Linked DNA regions of Hordeum vulgare: region 1 is linked to region 2. The links are chromatin contacts, called in public Hi-C maps. All regions are on one chromosome and are shown on one strand. The core of a region is the stretch at or near the end of the contact, and the rest is flanking DNA. Distances in the headings are between cores, read along the strand shown.

The links. Hi-C and Micro-C count contacts between places; a contact is called where the count stands out from the background.
Region 1: a contact with region 2 is called in a Hi-C map of leaf, with 6 times the contacts expected there. The contact joins the promoter of LOC123404187 here to the promoter of LOC123403705 in region 2. A contact is called at or near these places in 3 of 6 Hi-C or Micro-C datasets (leaf and seedling) and 1 of 1 datasets of contacts at active chromatin or transcription factors (embryo).

Annotation. Positions count from the first base shown.
Region 1 is chr6H:92,320,800-92,325,100 of MorexV3_pseudomolecules_assembly, reverse strand. LOC123404187 (DExH-box ATP-dependent RNA helicase DExH11) reads right to left here and starts at 2,297. Exons shown (of 22, transcript XM_045098102.1): 1 at 1,987-2,297; 2 at 1,363-1,890; 3 at 1,169-1,246; 4 at 971-1,085; 5 at 334-536; 6 at 72-179. The coding sequence starts at 2,112.
Region 2 is chr6H:92,038,368-92,042,790 of MorexV3_pseudomolecules_assembly, reverse strand. It overlaps LOC123403705 (F-box protein At5g03100-like), which reads left to right and starts at 2,510. Exons shown (of 3, transcript XM_045097618.1): 1 at 2,510-3,658; 2 at 3,748-3,909; 3 at 4,011-4,423. The coding sequence starts at 2,747. The coding sequence ends at 4,373.

The DNA.
Region 1 (4,301 bases), core at 1,048-3,547, 280 kb before region 2:
ACACTGATGCTCATCAGCATAGGAAACTTCAGATATTCGGATAAAAGGTACAGATGCTAATGAGTAGTTACCTCCTTCTGGAACTTATCCAATTCAAAGGGATAGTCAATTGCCATATCCGGAACAAGTTTGTGGAAGTTTGTCACAATAGAATTATCCCCAACAACAAGTGCCCAATCCTATTGAGTGAAATGGAAACAAATAACAATCAGTGGTTCGGTTTTCTTCAGAAATGTTGCTGCTTCTGCAACACCAAGCACCAATGAAAATAATGGAATAAGAAACACAACAGATGAAAAAAGTCGCATTTTTTTAATATTAATGTGCACCCACCGTGCCCTCCTGTGCTGGCTTATCATCAACTAATCCACTTGTTTCTCTGCGGGTATCTCTCACTTCAGATGATAACATTTTGTCCAAGTCCGTTTGAGCTTCAGAAATATCTCCTCTGATATTAGCTTCCAGTTTGTCAGTGTCTGCCATTGGAAGAGTTTCAGAAGCATCTTGCAACTTATCAACCTTTCGTTCATTGACATCTACAAATGGGAAATTGAAGGATTAACACACAAACCATATAAGACTTAATAGCATTGAGAAGCACATGTAGCATATATACAGCTCTTTCTTTAAGTAACCGTATCGTATATATTATTATTTTTACAAGAAACCATACTCTGTACATGGTAGTAATAGGCATTTTATCAATTACTTCATATTCCATCTCTAAGTGTAGGTTTTTGTGTGATCCTTGCGGGCAGCATTTTCAAACTTTGGTCTATCTTAGAAATGCTTTCATAATTCATTGCTTTTGTCTTTTGCTAGTATTAAAAAACATATTCAAATTATTGCATTGAGACTGTGAAAAGTCAAAATGGCATATCTGTAGGTGTAGAAAGTAGCTGCTGCGATTCAAAGCAAGAGAATATACTCATGTGACTTGAACATATGAAGTACGGCAGCAATAAATTACCGTTGGCTCCCTCGTCTCTAGCCAGCTCACAATCATCTTCATGTGGCACAATGTTGACATCATCTTCCTCCCAAGCTATCTTGAACAAATCATCAAACTGCACCGAGTACTTATCCTGCAGGACCATGGGGCAATCAGAATATAATGACAAAACTGCAGCGATGTGGATGTTGAACCGTGAGCATCTAAGCTGGTTACCGTCGTGTCATTTGATGAAGATGCAGGTTCCTCAACATGCTCCCCGTCCTGGAAACACTTCCAGTGGCTGTTATACTCCTATATAACATAAGACAGGAGTTGTTAGTTGTTAGTTGTTACTGCCCCAGTTTAGAACACCCATATCATTCCTTGGTAAAACGAACAAACACTTCGATATTTAACAAGGACCGAACCTTCAACTGGCCCAAGTCCAATCCCTTGGGGAACCCTGGCGGAGCGTTTAGAGCGGGGCCACCACTCATAAGCTCACGCACCCAATCGCCATTTCGCGCACCCTCTGGAAATGCCTTCTCCAATGCTGCCGCCTCAGCTGCATCGTCCTGCAGGCCCCCCGGGCGGAACGGCCGGCTGTTGACTCTCCCCCTCACAAAGTCTTTCGCCGGGCCTGGCATCCGTGGCACCATCCCCCCATTCCCCGAATCGAACACTTGGCTCATCTCCATCTGCACAGACTCAGGGTCCCAAACTTGCTGCTCGGACGACGAGGACAACGATCTTCGGCGAAAAGGTGGCTCCCAGGCGGGCACAAGCATGGTGCGCGGGGCAGAGGGCTCCAGAGGCGGCCTGGCTAGGTCGAACCAGTCTACATCCCACACCCTGCCGTCATTGGCCGCGGTGGGGACGTAGAGCTCGGGATTGAGGTAATTAGCCTCGAGGTACTCCTTCACGCTGCTGGGACTCTCGGGCGGGTAGGCCGGCGGCTGCGGTTGCCATTACAGCATCGGTGGGTTTAGGGTTCAGACTTCGCACTGAGTAAAAAACGTGCAGCGTGGGACGGAGTTTCGGGGGTCGCGTACCAGGACGAAGTCGGGCACGGGGTTGGGCGGGTGGGGGGTAGGGTCGAGGCGGAGGTGGCCGCCATGGCCGGAGAAGCTGATGCGGAACGGCACCTCGCTCGCCGGCGATGCGGTGAGGTCGTCCATGGAGGCCACCGCGACAAGGCGGTCCGTTAATCTCTCCAATGAACTCTGCTTCTTCACAAGCTTAATAGGGCGCGGGCGGAGCTAAGCGGCGGCCGGAGTTGGGGCCGCGGGGCGGCGCCGGAGATGGGGGGCTGGGGATGGCGTCGGCTCGGCTGCACGCATACTCTGATGCGTAGGGTCTGTCTGGCTAGTCGACTGGCTTCGCCCGCTCGGCTACGCGGTGCGACTCGACCAGCTTCTAGCATGTCCAACCGGCGCGACATGACTGCTTTTTTCTTACGGAAAAACACATGGGGCGTGTTTGGCACCCGTACTCCGGGCTGGCTAGCTGAAGCCGATGAGATGTGTGAGCAAATTCAGCCTTAAAAAACAACTTCTATCGTATCGTTTTAGTTGTCCGTATTTAGTCTTTTCGTATTAAGGATCAACTAGTAAAAGTGCCCGTGCGTTGCACCGGGTTAGATTGTCGATTTTTGAATCATGTATTTCGTATTTGACCCCCCTTCCATCATGTTCTTCGTCAACATCTACTTGAACTCCGCACCGCCTTTGAAATGCAAGTAGGTATGTAAACATATGACAAATGATTATATATAGTAGCGACTAATACATATACAAACTCTCCAAGCAAAAGAAAATAAAAGGTACTAATAGAAATAATTTCCTCTATATGAATGGTTGCCCAGCAGCTCCGAAGAACAGCTACCTGCATCTGTATCAGTAGCAATTGAAAGTTAAGTTGTAAATAAAGGCAGAAACTGCTCGGCACAAACTTGAAAATTTGATTTTTGTAAGAGATATAGCAATTCCAATGATCATTATTTTAGCAGTCTTATTTTACTTTTTTCCGTAAAATTTAATATCCGTAGATCATAAGATGACCTGCATGATTATAGATTTTAAATATATTCAATTAAGTCCAAATGGCCGAAAGAGTTGTTCATGACTATAATGAATTGAACAATGCCTGTATTTCCTTTCTGAGAGGATTCCTGTACTATAATTTGGACCTTGCTGGCATAGTTGGGTATTGAAAACTCATTATTTCATTTAGTTCATTGACAATTGTTTCTATGGGGAACCGGACCCATGGAAGGAATTTTTTTCTCCAAAGGTCCTCATATTTCTGTTGTGTGTCTTTGTATGTATACAGGTCAAAAGAGACATGCCTAAACCGCATGAAGGTGTAGTGATTTTTTTCTCCACATGTTATGAAGGATTGTTTATATTGTAACAAAAGCAAACAGAAACTACAACAACAACTACCATGTTTGTAACTAAAGCAAACAGAAAATACAATGACAACTACCATATTGCATTTAAGTTATTTATGCCACATATTTTTTTCCATTCTTCTATGCCCATGTAAAGTTTGTGCACGTCTGCAACTCGCTTCGTTCAACTGCGCCTTCATGATATGCTTTCTGTTATGTAAGCGGTAAGCCTATCCATTTGCAGTTCCGAATAGGATCTACTTCACTTCTCATCATAGGCGATGCCACCTGACTTTCAGTTTGAGTAGCTTCTTCAAGGTCGTCAAAAAAGTCTGCTTCAAACAACCCTCGCAGACTTTGGGTAGATCCGAGGGAAGCAAATTCATTATACAACAGTGCAAACAAAGGAAAGTTCCATGATCAAGTTCAGTTAACCATGAAACAACTTTTAGTTCTAAGCTCAAGGTTACTTGATTTTAAGTTTTTACATGACCGGTCGGACTATTGCTCGCTATAATTGAAACTGTGAGGAATAGAGGCACCAGAAGTTGACAACCAAAGTAGCAGGGTTGTTTTTAAGGGTGTCGAGGCATTACATACCTCTGGTGTAGCCATCGTTAGCGATATTGGACAGCTCGACATATGTTCTTCTACCTCCGACGAACTCGAAGCTTCTTCCTCCGGCGAACTTGAAGCCAACATGATGCTTTTCTGGTCCAACTACTCCAGGATTTGATCGATTTTCTGGTCCAACTACGCAACCTGATGGAGACGCCAGCCGAGGATCCTCAGCGAAGTCTAGCCTTGGTCGAGCAATCCATTGTTTTGTGTTGGAGAAGGACACCGTCACGAATTCAATCCAAGTCAGACATGGCAACAGGAGAAGGCCCTGCCAGTGGCAAACATGTCACAGCGGCGTGCTCTCAGCCGGCACTGGTGGACGGCGTACTCACCCTGCCTCCTCGATGCATGCTC
Region 2 (4,423 bases), core at 1,261-3,760:
TCAAGTTTGAAAAATCGAAGCTCTTCCTCCATCCTCCTCTTTTCTCCAATTATTTTGAAATTTTCTTCACCCAGCTTCAGTTTATCTCTGATTCTGTCCTCGTTTTCTTTGTCATGCATGCTCCGCAATTGACCTATGCAAGAATGCATAGCAACTGACCACTCAGGGTCTATCCATTCCAGATAGAAGCATTTTTCTTCTGCCTAAAATTCAAAACAATTTCAGTGATTAACATGCATGAAATTGAGCGGAGCAGAAAACTAACTAAGATTAACTAATTACAGTGCAACATACCTTCTCCTTTGCACAAGCAAGAAAACATCGTCCAGTATCAGTATATTGAAATGCAACTTGCCTGAGGCAAGGCTCTAGATGCATATAACGAAAAAATAGTTCATGAGCAATGCCACTCCATTCATGGCATGTGATAGTCCTAGGAAGCTAAAAACAGAAGACACCGAACTGTTATGAAATCCCGAAATGAAGAACCGTAAACCTACTCGTAAATGCTGGAAACCCAAAATTAACGTACCTCGCTAGTCACACTATCGTCATCCCAAGAAGAGCTTGATCCCTCGCTCCAAGAAACCATGGCAGATTAATTGGCAGACCTAAATCTACTGGAGAACCTAAATATATTTAAACAAGTTAACTAGCAGACTTAAATATATCTATATTGAGAACCTAAAAATATTTAAACAACTTAACTCGCAGACTTAGATATATATACCGGAGAACCTAAAATATATCCAAATCTACTGGACAACCTAAAAATATTTAAACGACTTAACTAAGTCACCTAAATATATCCAAATCTACCGAAGCATACGAAAACGATTGTTGAATTTATCCTTGAAGCGTGCGAAGAAACAACGAACGACGAACCACCACCTTTACCCACACCTCCACCTCTACCTACACCACCACCACCACCACCACCACTTGTGTCCCCTTCTTCACTCCTCTTCACCTTCTTCTTCCTCTCCACCACACCATCTCCTCACCATCCACACCTCCACCACCCCACCATCATGGCACAAAATGAGACCGTAGGCCGGTGGAGATCGGTAGGATGTATTGATTCAACGGATTGAATAGGAAAATGGGCGGAGGATGGAGGAGATCGGAGGGGGGGCGAAATGAGGGAAGAAAAACGAGAGAGAGAAGAGGAACTAGGAAATGAGGAGGAAGAAGGCTCGGCAGGGGTTATCCAGGGGTTTTTGGCCTCCGGAGGCCGATGGGCCCTCTTCGGCCACCCCGAGGCCGACAGGTGGCTCTTCGGCCACCCGCAGGTCGACAGGCCCACTTCGGCCTCCCACAGGCCGACAGGTCCCCCGTCGGCCCACCAGAGACTGACGGGGTGCTAGTTTTGACATTTTAAAAAATGCACATATGCTTTTCCAATTTATTATAAAATAAGTAGTAGTTTTGAAAAACAAATCCTTTTCTTGGCGCCGCTTTTAAGCTTTTTTCCCATGATTGAAGCTTTTCTTGACAACGATGGCGAGCGGCAACGACACGAGATGCAAGAACGACGACCAACAATGAGGACGGCCGCCTAGGACGACGACCAGCAACGAGGACGGCCGACGAGGGGTGGCGGCGGGAGAAGGACCGCTCGACCGGGAGGGCGGGGGCCGGGGGAGCTCCGCTGCATGTTGGACGAAGACGGCTGACGAGGGGTGACGACGTGAGAAGGACTGCTCGACCGGGAGGACGGGCGCCGGGGGAGCTCCGCTGCATGTTGGACGAAGACAGCCGACGAGGGGTGGCGACGTGAGAAGGACCGCTCGACCGGGAGGGCGGGCGCCGGGGGAGCTCCACTGCATGTTGGACAAAGACGGCCGACGAGAGGCTCGCGTTCGTCGATTGAAGGTTATGGGCGAGAAAGGAGTCCAACGGCCAAGGTGACCAGATCCGACGCACAGGGTGCGACCGGCCCAGATCACTCCCCATCAAATAACGCATCTTGACTGTTTGTCACATCTGCAAGATGATTGGGTCACTCCGCGGGTCAGCTCAATATAATCCCAACCAAGCAACGGGCCACGCGAACACGAAAGGATCTCCCCCTTTCCAGAAAAGAGAAGGGGCAAGAAAAACATAGAAATGGAGGTGGTGGTGGCCTCCGAAAGGGTGTGAAACGAGCGCAGAGCACAAAACGGCGGAGGCCGGAATGAAGGAATTGTTTATCACTCCATCAAAATTTTCTTTCGGAAAAGAAAGCAACGAAGCCGTTCGGAAAGCAGCTGTCTGGCTGGGCGAGAGGAGAGGAAGGATGCGAACGCGCCGTGTGAAACGGGGCGATCCGGCGACCGGGCACGAGGCCGAAACCAAAAAGGGTGGGGCGCCCGACGCGACCGACCGATGCGTACGCAACGCCGACGCGACGCGACGCAACGGTGCGGACGCGACGCGGGCCGGGGATGGATGGATGGATGGAGGGAGAGACGGACGGACGGGCTGCTGCTGAGTGCTGACCGCCGCACCAAACAAAGGTAGAAGAGTGGTAGACGAGGGACGGGCCAAGAGGCAAGAGGAGAGAGGGATTGGAAGGGGAGACGCAACGCGCACCGCACCGGCGAGACGCCTCCACACGTCTCTCCCTCCCCCCTTCGCCTTCGCCGTCCCGGTCCAGTGACCCCAGCGGCACGCACGCACGCACGCGGCCAGCCCATCACGCCCCCACCTGCGAATCCAGGTCGATGCGGACGGGGTAGGGGAGAGGAGGGGGAAGAGGAGGAGGATGGAGATGGAGCGGCGGCGCACGGCGGGGTGGGAGGACCGCATCTCGGAGCTCCCGGACGCGCTGCGGCTGCAGATTCTCAGCCTGCTGCCGCTCAAGTGCGCCATCCGCACCGGCGCGCTCTCCTCGCGGTGGCGGGACCTGTGGGAGCAGCGCTGGCCGGTGCCCTCCTCGCTCCGCCTCCGCGTCCCGCCGGGGCCCTCGGGGGCCCAGGCCCAGCTCGCGGCCGTCGACCGGCGCGGGCGGCGCCGGGTCGACGTCTTCTCCCTCGCCTTCCACGCGGGCCAGCTCACGCAGCCCGACCTCAAGCGCTGCGTCGACTACGCCGCGGCCTGCGGCGTCGAGGACCTGCAGCTCCGCCTCGACGGCGCCGGCGGACGCGGCGCGCGCGGGGGCCAGCGCCGCGCCGGAGCCCTCTCCGTGCACTTCCCCGTCGGGAGCCCGCTCCTGGCACGCCTCTCGGTGCGTGGGCTCCACCTCACCGCCTCCGCCAACGCCATGGTCGCCACGCTCGAGGTCATCCACCTCCACTCCGTCTCCATCACCGACGCCGCGCTGCGCCGGGTCGTCGCTGCCTGCCCCTGCCTCCGCGACCTCGAGCTCCGCTACTGCCGCCACCTACGCCGCATCGACTTCACCACCGTCGGGGCCGCCAACCTCAGGAGCCTCACCGTCGTCGACTGCTCACGCACCACCGAGCTGCGGGTCCCCGCCGCACGCCGCCTCCGCTCCTTCCGGTTTAGCGGGCCCTTCCTCTGCAGCAACCTTTTCTCCGGCGTCGGAGACTGTTTCCAGGATCTCTATCTCTGCTCGGGCGGGCCAGAAGCCGGCTTGCCGTCCACCAATTTGCCCTCGTCGGTTCCTTACCTTGCCCATATCACCACCCTCACCATATGCAGCATTGCCCTCCAGGTTCGTCTCCGCATCTATTCCGTTTCCTTCTGATGCAGCACTTTCCATTGCCTATACGCTTATACTTTCTCTATCCTGTCTACCTCTAGTATGTGTCTGCGTCACTAGCCACCATCGTCAAGGAGACCAACCTCCGCAGATTGAAGGAGCTTCAGTTGCTCATGTTCGGGATGGCCAACTCCAACCTCGCAGACATTTATAGCTTCCTCAAGACCTGTTCCTGTCCTCAGTTGGAGAGGTTCTTCGTGCAGGTTGTTGTCTTTATGCCCAATTTATTTGATCATAGTCCATCCATCCGTTATATGTATGCCTGGATGTTTTGATTCTCAATATATGGCACTTAATATGACAGCTACCAACAAACACCCATGATTCGTTCACGAGGACTTACTTGGAGGTGCCAGAGGAAGAACGGCCTGAAGAGGGTTTAGAAAACCTTCAGCTGGCCAAGATGACAAACTTCAAGGGGCATCACAATGAGATGCGTCTGCTGGACTTTCTGCTGACGAGGGCCAGTTGCCTTCAGAAATTATTCCTGGTTGCTCCTAAAGAGGATCACCCACAAGGGCTCCGAAAGGTTCAGCCAGATGTGCTGCCCCTTTCTCGAAAGGCAGAAATTCTTCAAAGAGCTTCAGCAGGCACCCAGATAGTTTTCAGCGGGCCTGATAGTTCTCAGGTCCAGCCACTGCACTCGGAAGTCTTCATCAGATTTTAGCTTGAAATTAGCAACAGCGCTGTAGTTTGATTGCTCATTCTAAATCATTA